Linked DNA regions of Oryctolagus cuniculus: region 1 is linked to region 2. Evidence: chromatin contacts called from public Micro-C data. All regions are on one chromosome and are shown on one strand. Each heading gives the region's core, a stretch centred on a gene start, on an enhancer-like site or on the middle of the called end of the contact. The rest is flanking DNA. Distances are from core to core; before and after follow the strand shown.

What was found. Hi-C and Micro-C count contacts between places; a contact is called where the count stands out from the background.
Region 1: a Micro-C map of ear pinna shows a contact between it and region 2, with 5 times the contacts expected there. The contact joins two enhancer-like sites. A contact is called at or near these places in 4 of 6 Hi-C or Micro-C datasets (ear pinna, psoas muscle, skin fibroblasts and 1 more).

What each region holds. Positions count from the first base shown.
Region 1 is chr2:77,743,267-77,748,583 of mOryCun1.1, reverse strand. No RefSeq gene overlaps it. Among named protein-coding and RNA genes, the nearest start is that of TRMT9B, 72 kb to the left of the region's middle. Within about 2 kb of position 3,028, at least 4 of the 8 cell types and tissues checked have an H3K27ac peak or open chromatin away from gene starts, as enhancers often do. A contact at or near this core is called in ear pinna, where this site is marked.
Region 2 is chr2:77,432,005-77,437,486 of mOryCun1.1, reverse strand. All of the region lies in intron 5 of DLC1 (DLC1 Rho GTPase activating protein), which reads right to left. All of the region lies in intron 1 of LOC103352202 (a long non-coding RNA gene), which reads left to right. Among named protein-coding and RNA genes, the nearest start is that of C2H8orf48, 200 kb to the right of the region's middle. Within about 2 kb of position 3,491, at least 4 of the 8 cell types and tissues checked have an H3K27ac peak or open chromatin away from gene starts, as enhancers often do. A contact at or near this core is called in ear pinna, where this site is marked.

The DNA.
Region 1 (5,317 bases), core at 1,779-4,278, 310 kb before region 2:
GTCGGGGCGCAGGATTCTGTCCCGGTTGCCCCTCTTCCAGGCCAGCTCTCTGCTGTGGCCCAGGAGTGCAGTGGAGGATGGCCCAAGTGCTTAGGCCCTGCACCCCATGGGAGACCAGGAGAAGCACCTGGCTCCTGGCTTCAGATCAGCACAGTGCACCAGCCACAGCAGCCATTGCGGGGTGAACCAACGGAAGAAAGGAAGACCTTTCTCTCTGCCTCTCTCTCACACTGTCCACTGTGCCTGTCAAAAAAAATAAAATAAAATAAAATAAAATAAAAAATAAAAAGCACATGTGTGTAAATTATAGGAACTACCTGAAACAGTACCAAAGACATAGAAACAGGCAGTTAACTAATGATTATTAGTATTATTCCCACACTACCTGTTAACAGCACACCCCTGGAGGACAGAAAATGTCAAGTATGGGCAGTCACTACAGTGAGTCACAGAGCTCTGGAGTTTGAGGTTTGTTGAGGGGAGAAAACCACTTAATCCTAAGTAGTTATTTATTTATTTATTTATTTATCTGAAAAGCAGGGGGGAAGAGAGACACAGAGACACAGAAAGAGACAAGCGATAAAGAGACCTCCCCCCACTGGTTCACCCCACGCCTCCTCCCAGAGGCCTGCAATGCCTGGAGCCCGGCCAGGGCTGAAGCCGGGAGAGAGCCAAGAACTCCATCCGGATCTCCCATCTGGGCCATTACCACGTGTTGCTGGGAAGCTGCCGTCAGGAGCCGGGACCAGGGATTGAACGCAGGCATTCAGATATAGGAGGTGGGTGTTTAACTTGGAAGGTAAACATTTGAGCTTGCTGACATTTTTCTAAAAGACGGAAGGGTTCTTTTAAATTACACCTTATAGATGAGGAAAAAAGAGAAACTGAGGCTGATAAAAATTAACCAACCTGTGCATCTTTTGCACGGAGTATAAATTATCAAGTCAACATTTGCCTCCCACACTAAGAACACAAAATCTCACAGAAAATTTAAAAACAGAGGGGCCGGTGCTGTGGCTCACTTGGTTAATCCTCCTCCTGAAGCACCGGCATCCCATATGGGTGCCGGGTTCTAGTCCCGGTTGCCCCTCTTCCAGGCCAGCTCTCTGCTGTAGCCCAGGAGGGCAGTGGAGGATGGCCCAAGTGCTTGGGCCTCTGCACCAGAGGGGGAGACCAGGAGGAAGCACCTGGCTCCTGGCTTCAGATCGGCGCAGTGCCGGCCGTTGCGGCCATTTGGGGGATGAACCAACGGGAGGAAGACCTTTCTCTCTCTCACTGTCTGTAACTCTACCTGTCAAATAAATAAATAAAATCTTTAAAAAAGATTTTAAAAACAGAGAATGACTCATATCTGAAGTGCACACGCCCATCAATCTTCACCTTGCATGGCCGCGGCGATTATGCAACTTAACACAAATTTTCATGTTTGGTGACAGACTTGAACTCTGGGGATATTCAGTGAGCACTGTAAATGTTCCCAGCCTCCTGTTTAAAACCCTATTTTAAATCAACAACGGGAGTCACTGGGTACATGCTCCCCACATAGGATCTCTGTCCTTAATGTTTTTTACTATGAAACTTAAAAACAACACTACTGATTGAACAATGCCCTATACCTTGTGCGGTTGTGTGAGTGCAGCCTGTTGAAATCCTTGCTTAGTGTATACTAAGTTGATCTTCTGTATATGAAGGTAATTGAAAATGAAACTCGATGAAGGGCGGGATGGGAGAGGGAGTGGGAGAGGGGAGGGCCACGGGAGGGAGGTTGGGGGGGGCAGCCATAACAATACAAAAGTTGCACTTTGTAAATTTACATTTATTTACATTTATTAAATAAAATTTAAAAAAAGAAATAAATAAAAAAAATTAAAACCCCTATTTCCCGGCATTTCCCAGTCAACAGGTTTCCTTCTTCAAGCGTTGTGCGAAATCAGCTCACCCTGGCCACGAGAGGGCGCTAAACGCACTTGCGGAGGAGACGCGGCCGGCGGGAGCTCCTGTAGGCCGAGAGGCGCTCTCGTCCTGGATCCATCTTACCCGCCCACACCCAGACAGGAATGCAGAGGCGCGACCCGTGCTGTTCTCCGCATTTTAAAGCCAGTTGGATTTCTTAAAAACGGAGCCGAGCTAGAGACGCGGCTGCCGGGCCAGCGCCCCTGGGCCAGGGCACAGCACTGGGGCAGATCCTGACAGGATCCCGTTTCCAGGCTCCAGCCGCCCTTGACCCCGACAGGAAGTGGACGCTCCGCGCTGTCTTTCCAGGATAAAGGCCATAGCTCTCTGCTGTGGCCTGGGAAAGCAGTGGAGGAGGGCCCAAGGCCTTGGGCCCCTGCACCGGCCTGGGAGACCCAGAAGAAGCTCCTGGCTCCTGGCTTTGGATCAGCACAGCTCTGGCCGTTGTGGCCATCTGGGGAGTGAACCAGTGGACGGAGGACCCCCCTCTCTCTCTCTGCCTCTACCTTTCTCTGTAACTCTGTCTTTCAAATAAATAAAATAAATCTTTAAAAAAATAAGAAGGAGGAGGAGGAGAAAGAAGAAAGAAGAAAGAAGAAGAGCAAAGCGTGGGGAGCCAAGATCTGAGGATCTGAGGAGCAGCCAGTTACAGCGCGTCAGAGCCTTAGAAGGAAGTGGAACTGGGCCTGAGGACTACATAGTTAGCCAAGAGCCATGCGCATCCCCAGAGGCGGACAGGGAAGAAGTGGACCCTTGGTTTACCTAACTGGTGCTCCCTCCGCGAAAGCATACGGCCCTCCCAACGTCGCAGCAAAACCCTTCCCCAAACCCAGGTCAGCTCAGCTCTGCCTCCATTCGCCTCTGCCCCCACAAGCACGTGTGCACACACTTGGGCCTTGCACCGCACCGGCACAGGAAGTGGAAGCAAGCCATCCGGGCGAGTGCAGCGGCCGCCACAGATAACATATCAAAGCCGGCTGCCGATCAGCGCCGGGCACGTTCTCACAGGAAGTCAAACTGCAGCTTTTTGTCCCTATTTAGTAATGACTTCCATACTCACAAAGGAATGCCAGGACAAAAACAGAAGGAAGAAAGGGAGGGGCGAAAAAACCCAACCCAACAACCTTTTCCCTTAGGGAGAAGAATTATTCCAAGAAGTTTAAAGAGAAGCCCAGCTGGTTTATAGAGGTTTGCATGAAACTTGCTAACTCTTGTGACGTCATTCTCTCCACCAGTCCTTCGAGCCGCGTATCAAGGCCGTTACTCAGATTAAGTCAAACAAATCGAAGCCACATTTTATCTCAGTAGTGTTTATACTTTAGGTGAAAGTATTTTGCACCTAAACATTTCCCATTATCATCAGACGTGTTTCGGTTTGATGGGAAGCCCTGAGCAGACCCATGGGACTGCCGCTGACTTAGTTGCCAGGGAAAAGGCACCGAACTCTTCGGAGCCTCTGTGGTCTCTGACACGGGATATGCTAACTACTGACTCGGGGAGTAGTTTTGAGAAGTGAGGTTCGTTGTTTTTCAGCACAAAGGCAGCCTGGCCTCTCGACATCACTTTAATTTTCTATTTCACTTCCGTGGTGTGCACCTGGCTTCAGTAGAGACAGGTGAGAAGAAAATGCCTCGTGTGCTTTGGAGCCACTGCTGAATCCCCATAGGCCTGCTCTAGGCCAGAGGCTCTCAAACATGACAGTCTCAAAACCCTCCTACACGCTTAAAAATTCAGGATTCGGGGCCCAGCATTGTGGCAGCAAGCTAAGCCACTGTCTGTGACACTAGCATCCCATATTGGAGTGCTGGTTCAAGTCCCAGCTGCTCCACTTTTTTTTTTCTTTAAAAATTTATTTTATTTGAAAGCAGAGTTAAAATTACACAGAGAGATAAGGAGAGGCGGTGGGGGGGGGGGGGGGTCCTCCATTGGTTGGTTCACTTCCCAATTGGCCGCAACGGAGCTGTGCTAATCCAAAGCCAGGAGCTGTGCTAATCCAAAGCCAGGAGCCAGGAGATTCCTCCAGGTCTCCCACGCAGGTGCAGGGGCCCAAGGACTTGGGCCATCTTCTACTGCTTTCCCAGGCCACAGCAGAGAGATGGATCGGAAGTGGAGCAGCCAGGACTCGAACTGGCACCCATATGGGATGCTAGCACTGCTATGCCAAAGCGCAGGCTCCCCAGCTGCTCCACTTCTAATCCAGCTCTCTGCTAAGGGGCCTGGAAAGCAGCAGAAGGGTGCCCAAGTACAGGGGCCCCTGCCTCACACATAGCAGATCTGGATGGAGTTCAGGGCTCCTGGCTTTGGCCTGGGCCAGATCTGGCTGTTGCAGTTATCCGGGGGAGTAAACCGGCAGAGGTAAGAGATTATCTGTCTTTCTCTCTCAAATACATAAAAGAAATTTTTTCGAAAAATAAATTCAGGAGTCCAAAAGCTGCTTTAAAAAGGAGGACTGTGGACACAGAAGTTTCCGCTCTATCCACAGGCTCCACCCTAAGGCCCCCAGCAGATGCTTGCAATCACCCAGTTCCAAACCATAAGCCAGGGGTCTTCAAGGAGTTCATGAAGAATGCGTACTCCACAAAAACTCGGCATGGCTTTCGGCTTTCCTTTTTTTAACATCAGAGTAAACTTATCTTTTCATTCCATTTTCGCGTGAATTGTTTCAAGTCCCCTCATCTATGCTATGTTTTTTCCTATACTTAAATGGCCATGAAAAGTCTAATTTCCTTATCATCTGTGCACAATCTAAAAGCTGAAAATGGATTTTCTAATTTCGATTTTTGATGTGGAAAACTCCAAAACTATAACAATATCCATGTGAATCATCATAATTTAGAGTATGTAGAAAATTAGGTAAAAAAAGCATTTTGTTCTCTGTAAAACTAAGAATGTAAGAATGCTTTTAATATAATTACTGGTAATTTTAACTTCTTCTAGGTTAAAATTTTAAACAAATACCCATCAAAACAATCCCCAATGGCTGCCAAACATTAATATTTGAAAATGAAAAATTGTTACATTTTCCCTAAATAGTAGATCCTAGGTACAAAGGTTTTGGGTTGGGTTTTTTTTTTTTTTTTCAGTTTTATTTATTTATTTTTATTTGAAAGGCAGGGGGACAGAAAGAAAGGGAGAGATCTTCTGTTCACTGGTTCAGTAGCCAGGAGAGCTGAAGCCTGGCTAAAGCCAGGATCCAGGAACTCCACCCAGGTCTCCCACAGGGGTGGCAGGGACCCAAGTACTTGAGCCGCCACCTGCCGCCTCCCAGGGTGGGCATTAGCAGGAGGCTGGATTGGAAGGGAAGCTGAGCGCAGTCCAGGCACTGCAGCACGGAATGCAGGCGTCCCACACGGGGGCTTAACCT
Region 2 (5,482 bases), core at 2,242-4,741:
AAAAAAAAATCGCAACATCCTCATTCTAGAACAAGCAACAAGTGAAGAGTCCACGGAATGAACCTGTCTTTCAGTATTTGCCTTTGGATTTGTTTGTAGTGTGAATATTTGCTTGTACTTAAACATTTGCTCTCCATGGGCAGAGTCTGTGCTTTCTGCCTGACTCTGCACTGTAGTCTCAGAGCACGTGCATTGCAGGAACTTAATATAAGTCATTGAATAACTGCATGCTAAGCATTTACAGTTATTTTTTTCTTTTAAGTTCATGATATCCATGGCAACTATGTACAATTATCCTTATTTTGTAGGTTAACAACATTGAAGCTCAGATAAGAAATTAATTCAAGGTCATAAAGCTGGTGACCTCAGTGGAAACTGAACCTAGCTTTTTACCCACAACAGTCATTGTTCTGGTACACAGGAGAGACAAAGAATAAACAGAACCTAAACTCACTGGTATTTTCACATGTTCTTCCTATTAATATAAAAAAGCAAAAAACCAAACCATGCCACCACACAGAAGAATTCTACAACTTCATTTTCTGATAACATTGCAGGACCAATGAAATCTAACCGCGCCAAGCATGCTCAAACATTTCTCAGTATTTGGTGATTGCAAAATTGGATTTCATTTGGATCTCTTTGTGTTTGGCACCAAAATGATAACGTGAACGATCAAGAACAAAGCTCTATGCTTATATGGCATTTGCTTTACTTGGCTAAAGGCAACCAGGTACAAAGGTAGACACTCCTTTAACTCTTTCTGTGCTGGAAGGAGCTCTCTGAAATTTGAAAGTATGGTTTCTTTGCAGTGCTAGTAGGAAGAGGGATATGTGTGCGTGTATGCGAATGTGTTTATGTTGATCCCACTTATGTGTCATCATCAAGCACTGCTTTTAAGTGTCCAGGTTTATGGTTAACGCCACTTCTATCTCCCATTTTGCTTAGTGGTCCTAAGTACTGGTACCTACATCTGTAAGCTCACATGGATTCCCTTTTTGGACTAGGGATAGATGACTTTTAAAATTGTCATCCATTACATTTTTTTTTATGTAAACTGTTGAACTCTTTACTTAGTATAGAGTTGGTCTTCTGTGTATAAAGTTAATTGAAAATGGATCTTAGTGGACAATCGGACTGGGAATGGCAGAGGGAGAAGGAAGAGGGGTGAGAGTGCGGGTGCGAGGGCAGTTATAGCAAGAAGAATCACTATATTCCTAAAATTGTACCTATGAAATGCATGAAGTTTGTATCCCTTTAATAAAAGGTTTCTTTGGGGGGAAAAAAAGTCATCCACTATAGACTTCTTTGTAAACTTTTCAAAGCTCAACCAAACATCTTTTCATTAGTTTAATTAAAATGCTTATTTTAAGAGAAAATATCTCACATTTTGAATTCATTAATCCGAAAAACCATCCGAATGATAAGAACTAATTGTTACACAAGAAATTATTTTGAGTTTAATAAAAGGTAATTGCAAAGTTTTCTCTTGTTGAAGTGTACTATATATTTTGCCAAGGATTAAACTGTTGGTATAAAGTTAGAAATTGTTTGAAAATCTGTGTCCAAAGACTTTCAACACTTTTTTTTTTTCAACTGGGACAAATGTCTTCCTGTTCTGATACTTAATTTATATCTGATCCAATCTGTATTTCATTAGCGTAATCCTTAGCAATCCAATTCCATTTTAAATTTCCATTTCACAACCTCTATCCTATTATTAGCCTTAACTTTGGTCAAGAGAATACCTTGTTGTGAATCTCTTGGTTGAGACAAATTGGGAGAAAAAGTCTTTGAGTTAAACTGATTGTGTCTGCCCCTTAAGAACAGAAGTACACCAGAGCTACAGGAAGCACTGAGGCAAACATCCATGTGGCTCGCTTGTACCTGACGTTGTGTATGGGGAGCTAATTCATCCCGTTAGCGGCATCTGTTATCACAGGTGTCCTATCTTGGAGGGGAAATTACCGGCCTCAGTTTGCCTAACGATATTGTGATATTTCCAGTAGCCTTTGGACAGCCAGATGACTCCGTGCCTTAATCCCATGATAGGCAGGAGTAGCACTCAAACATAAGACACCTTTGAGCACACCTAGGGATAAATGCCAAGGCAAAAGATGTCACAGATTGCTCTTTGAGGATCTTGGAGTCTGCATTCCTCCGGCAGCCGCTCACAACACCTTCATTGTACACCACTGAGCAAGCAGTTGTGAGACGTGTTACTTCTGGGTTTCCAGACATGTGTCATTCCCACCGCATATTTAGTAGCACAGAAGTGCCTGAAGTGGGGAGACCGGAATGTGAGGCATGTCTCACTGAGGAGTGGAGTTTTTATTTAAAAAAAAAATCACTCAACTGCTAATGGAAACGTCAACCTCCCAGTCCTATTCTTAAAAATAAATAAATACAAGGAGTTCCCCGCATGAGAGGCACATAAGGGACTCGAGATATTCATTTCCATGAAGTCACTCACAGCAGGCTTGTCTGGAAAAATTCTTTCATCTTCTGGAAAGAGAGGGGAAACTGTACCAGCAAGAAGGTTTAAAGACCAGGACTTTAAAGTAGAGGGTGAAGTGGGAAAAGTGATCCTTCAGTCAGGTGAATTTGGGCCAAACCAGATGAATGTCTACACTTGAACTCAACGTGCTCGGCACAGAGACCATAGAACTAGGTACTTGCAGAGGAGGTGTCAGGACAGCTAGGTCAGCTAGCAGTTTCAAGCTGGGGTTTCCGTGCTCTGAGTACTCCTTTAGGGACCCAATGGTCAAGAGGGGTGAGGGAGTAGGGTTCCATACTGCTTCAGCCAGCACAGCTCAGCTTTTGTATGCTATGCGCATTGTATTTTCCTTTAATTCATTTGACACCCATCTATGGTGCATCCGCTACGTGCCTGTCAGTGTTCTCAGCGAGATGAGGTCATAATGACCAAGGCAGATGTGGCCTGTGGCTCCATGGAGCCTGCAGTCTATGGAAGGTTCTTTGTGTGCAGGAGGGAGATTCTGCTGCTAAACCCATGAATGGTGTTCAACATTTGAGGATGAATCAACCAAGGCTTAGAGAGATAAAGTCCTACAATAAACTAAATGAAGAGTTGGGGATGCAGTCCAGAGGTGACTTAGACTTCAGGGTGCTTCTGCCCAAGTTCAAACAAGAAGAGGAGGAATCAAACATTTAAAATTGTGCTCAGTTTGAGAGGATGTGAATTTCAGGCCACAGCATCCCCTGATTCGGTCTTCTCTCCATTTATGTCCAGTTGGGTCCTCTCTCAAGACTCGGCCAAGGCAGCAAGTCCACGCCTGGCCGAGGGGAAGATCTCTCCATACCGAGGGCTCCAGTTCCCCTCTGGGTCAAGGGCCATCTGGCTGCGGCTTGTTCCAGAAGCTTTCCTGTCCGTTGTTCTCCCTTCACGCAGGCTTGTCCACACACTCTGCTCTCTGTGGAATTGCTCAGGCTCTCTTGCATTCTTTGCTGTATTGCATCACTTCCTTCCTTCCTTTCTTGTACGCATGGGGCACACTTTCTCTCCAACCCCCATTCCTGTCTGCTTACTCTCAGAACCACGAACTTGGCCTCCTTTCCCTTTCCTCTCTCTCTCTCTGGCTCCCTGGAGGCTATTCTCCTATATTTCATAATGCTGAGAATTAGAATAGAGGCTCACTGACATTGTATTTGTCTTTCAAGTTCTGTGCTTCTGTCAGGTTCTCTTTCTTTGTAATCTGTCACTTTTCTAATTCTGGGCTTCCACTATAGACCTGGGTACTTGCTCTGGCTGCTGCCTTTCCCTCTCCTCTTCACACCCTCTGGGCGCCTGCTGCACCATGGCCCTTCCCAAGGCTAGATCTGATCTGATCAAGCTGGCAGAAAGAAGGGCCACCTGCAAGGTTTGTGACTCAGGATGTGGAATGCTCTGTAGCCAGTCACTCCAGGCCATGACCTGCTAGGAAACGCAACACAGAGAATGACTGGCTGTGATCCATGCAGTCCTTAAAGAGCCTGCAAGACATTTCATGTCCTGTCTATACATTAACTTGTGAATCCCAATCCTTGCTAAGGGGTCCCATGGAAGGAACACAGAAAGCAATCTCCATCTACCCAAGGTCTCACAAATTTTTTTTGTACAACGTCATTTCTTTATTACAACAAGAGCAAAAGCAGTAGCAATACAAGATAACACAAAAATACAACCATGTTTGCTTTTGAGGTTCTTTGTTTTCTTTACATAGTATAGCACACTGAATCTTTCCTATATTCTTTGAAGCTGGAAAATCAGGTAGTACTCCTAGACTTTTAGTGAACATAGTGGATAGCAGGAGGAAAGTTCTCATGGTCTATTTTTGTCTGTTGTGTGTTTATCTGAACTGGGCAGCTTGAGGATGAATTCAGCAGGAGTACCCAGTTGCCTTCCCTGGGGCAAAGAAGGCAGGGCAGGAAAAGCTTTCAATAGATGATTTCAGTTAAATTTGCAAATGAAGATGCTACTGTATGATCAGAACAAGGGGCAGGAGAAGTTCTTCAATGAAGGGAGGAGTTTTACAGAAATGACCATACTCTCTGTAGGTCCCAGTTGCAATCACTAATTGTGTGGGGGTTTGGAATTTCACATATGGCTCTGGAGCGGGAAATGGTTTCTGGGATGGAAAACGCTCTGAGTATAAAGCAATGAGTACAGTCAAGGACTCAATCTGTGACCCTGGCATCAAGTGCTCAGTGTGTTCCAAAAAGCTGAACTCATTCCAGTCGTATATGACTCAAAGTGGAAAAGAAAATTTGAGCTGTTTTGTTGAAGACATAATAGGGGATTTTCAAACAGATAAGATTGTGAGCCCTTCTTTAGAAAGAGAAGTTATTGGCCCTCAGTGATAAGGGGGCCTCCAACACCACCTCTTCCATCTCCCAGGATTGCATATTTTCCATGACACCAAACTTAAGCTCATGCAATGCCTCTCTCTTCCTTGACACCTTCTCCTTCACGGTAGGGGCACCTCTGGCAGATGGGAGTGTTGCTTTCGCACCTCCCACAAAGCAGCACAATAAACTCAAGTTCTTCTTCGCTGCAGGGAAATCAGGAATGACTGCAGGTTGCTATTGTGGGTTATTACCCAAATGAAAATGCAAGGTGAGGCAGTTTTTCTCCAGGCAGAAAAGAGTTCTTACAAAATATCGATGTTCCATCAGAGAGCAGAGAGCATTTTCCATTTGAGCTGCGCTTTTTTTTTTTTTTTTATCAAGTTGGCATGCATTTGTTCTAAGAGCTGAGCTAGGCAGTTTGGGGGCAAATACATATCCTTGAAGCTTCTAGGCTATACATCCCTCACAGAAGGGAAGGGGGGGAGTTGAACATTTATTAAGGCTTACTGTTTCTAGAACAAACAAATGTTTATTCTGAGTTGAGGTAAGTGGTACTTGGCGTTAACACTGCTCTTCATGCTCAAGCCTTATCTGGTGATGCTTAGAACAAGCAGACATGTGGCACAATGGTATG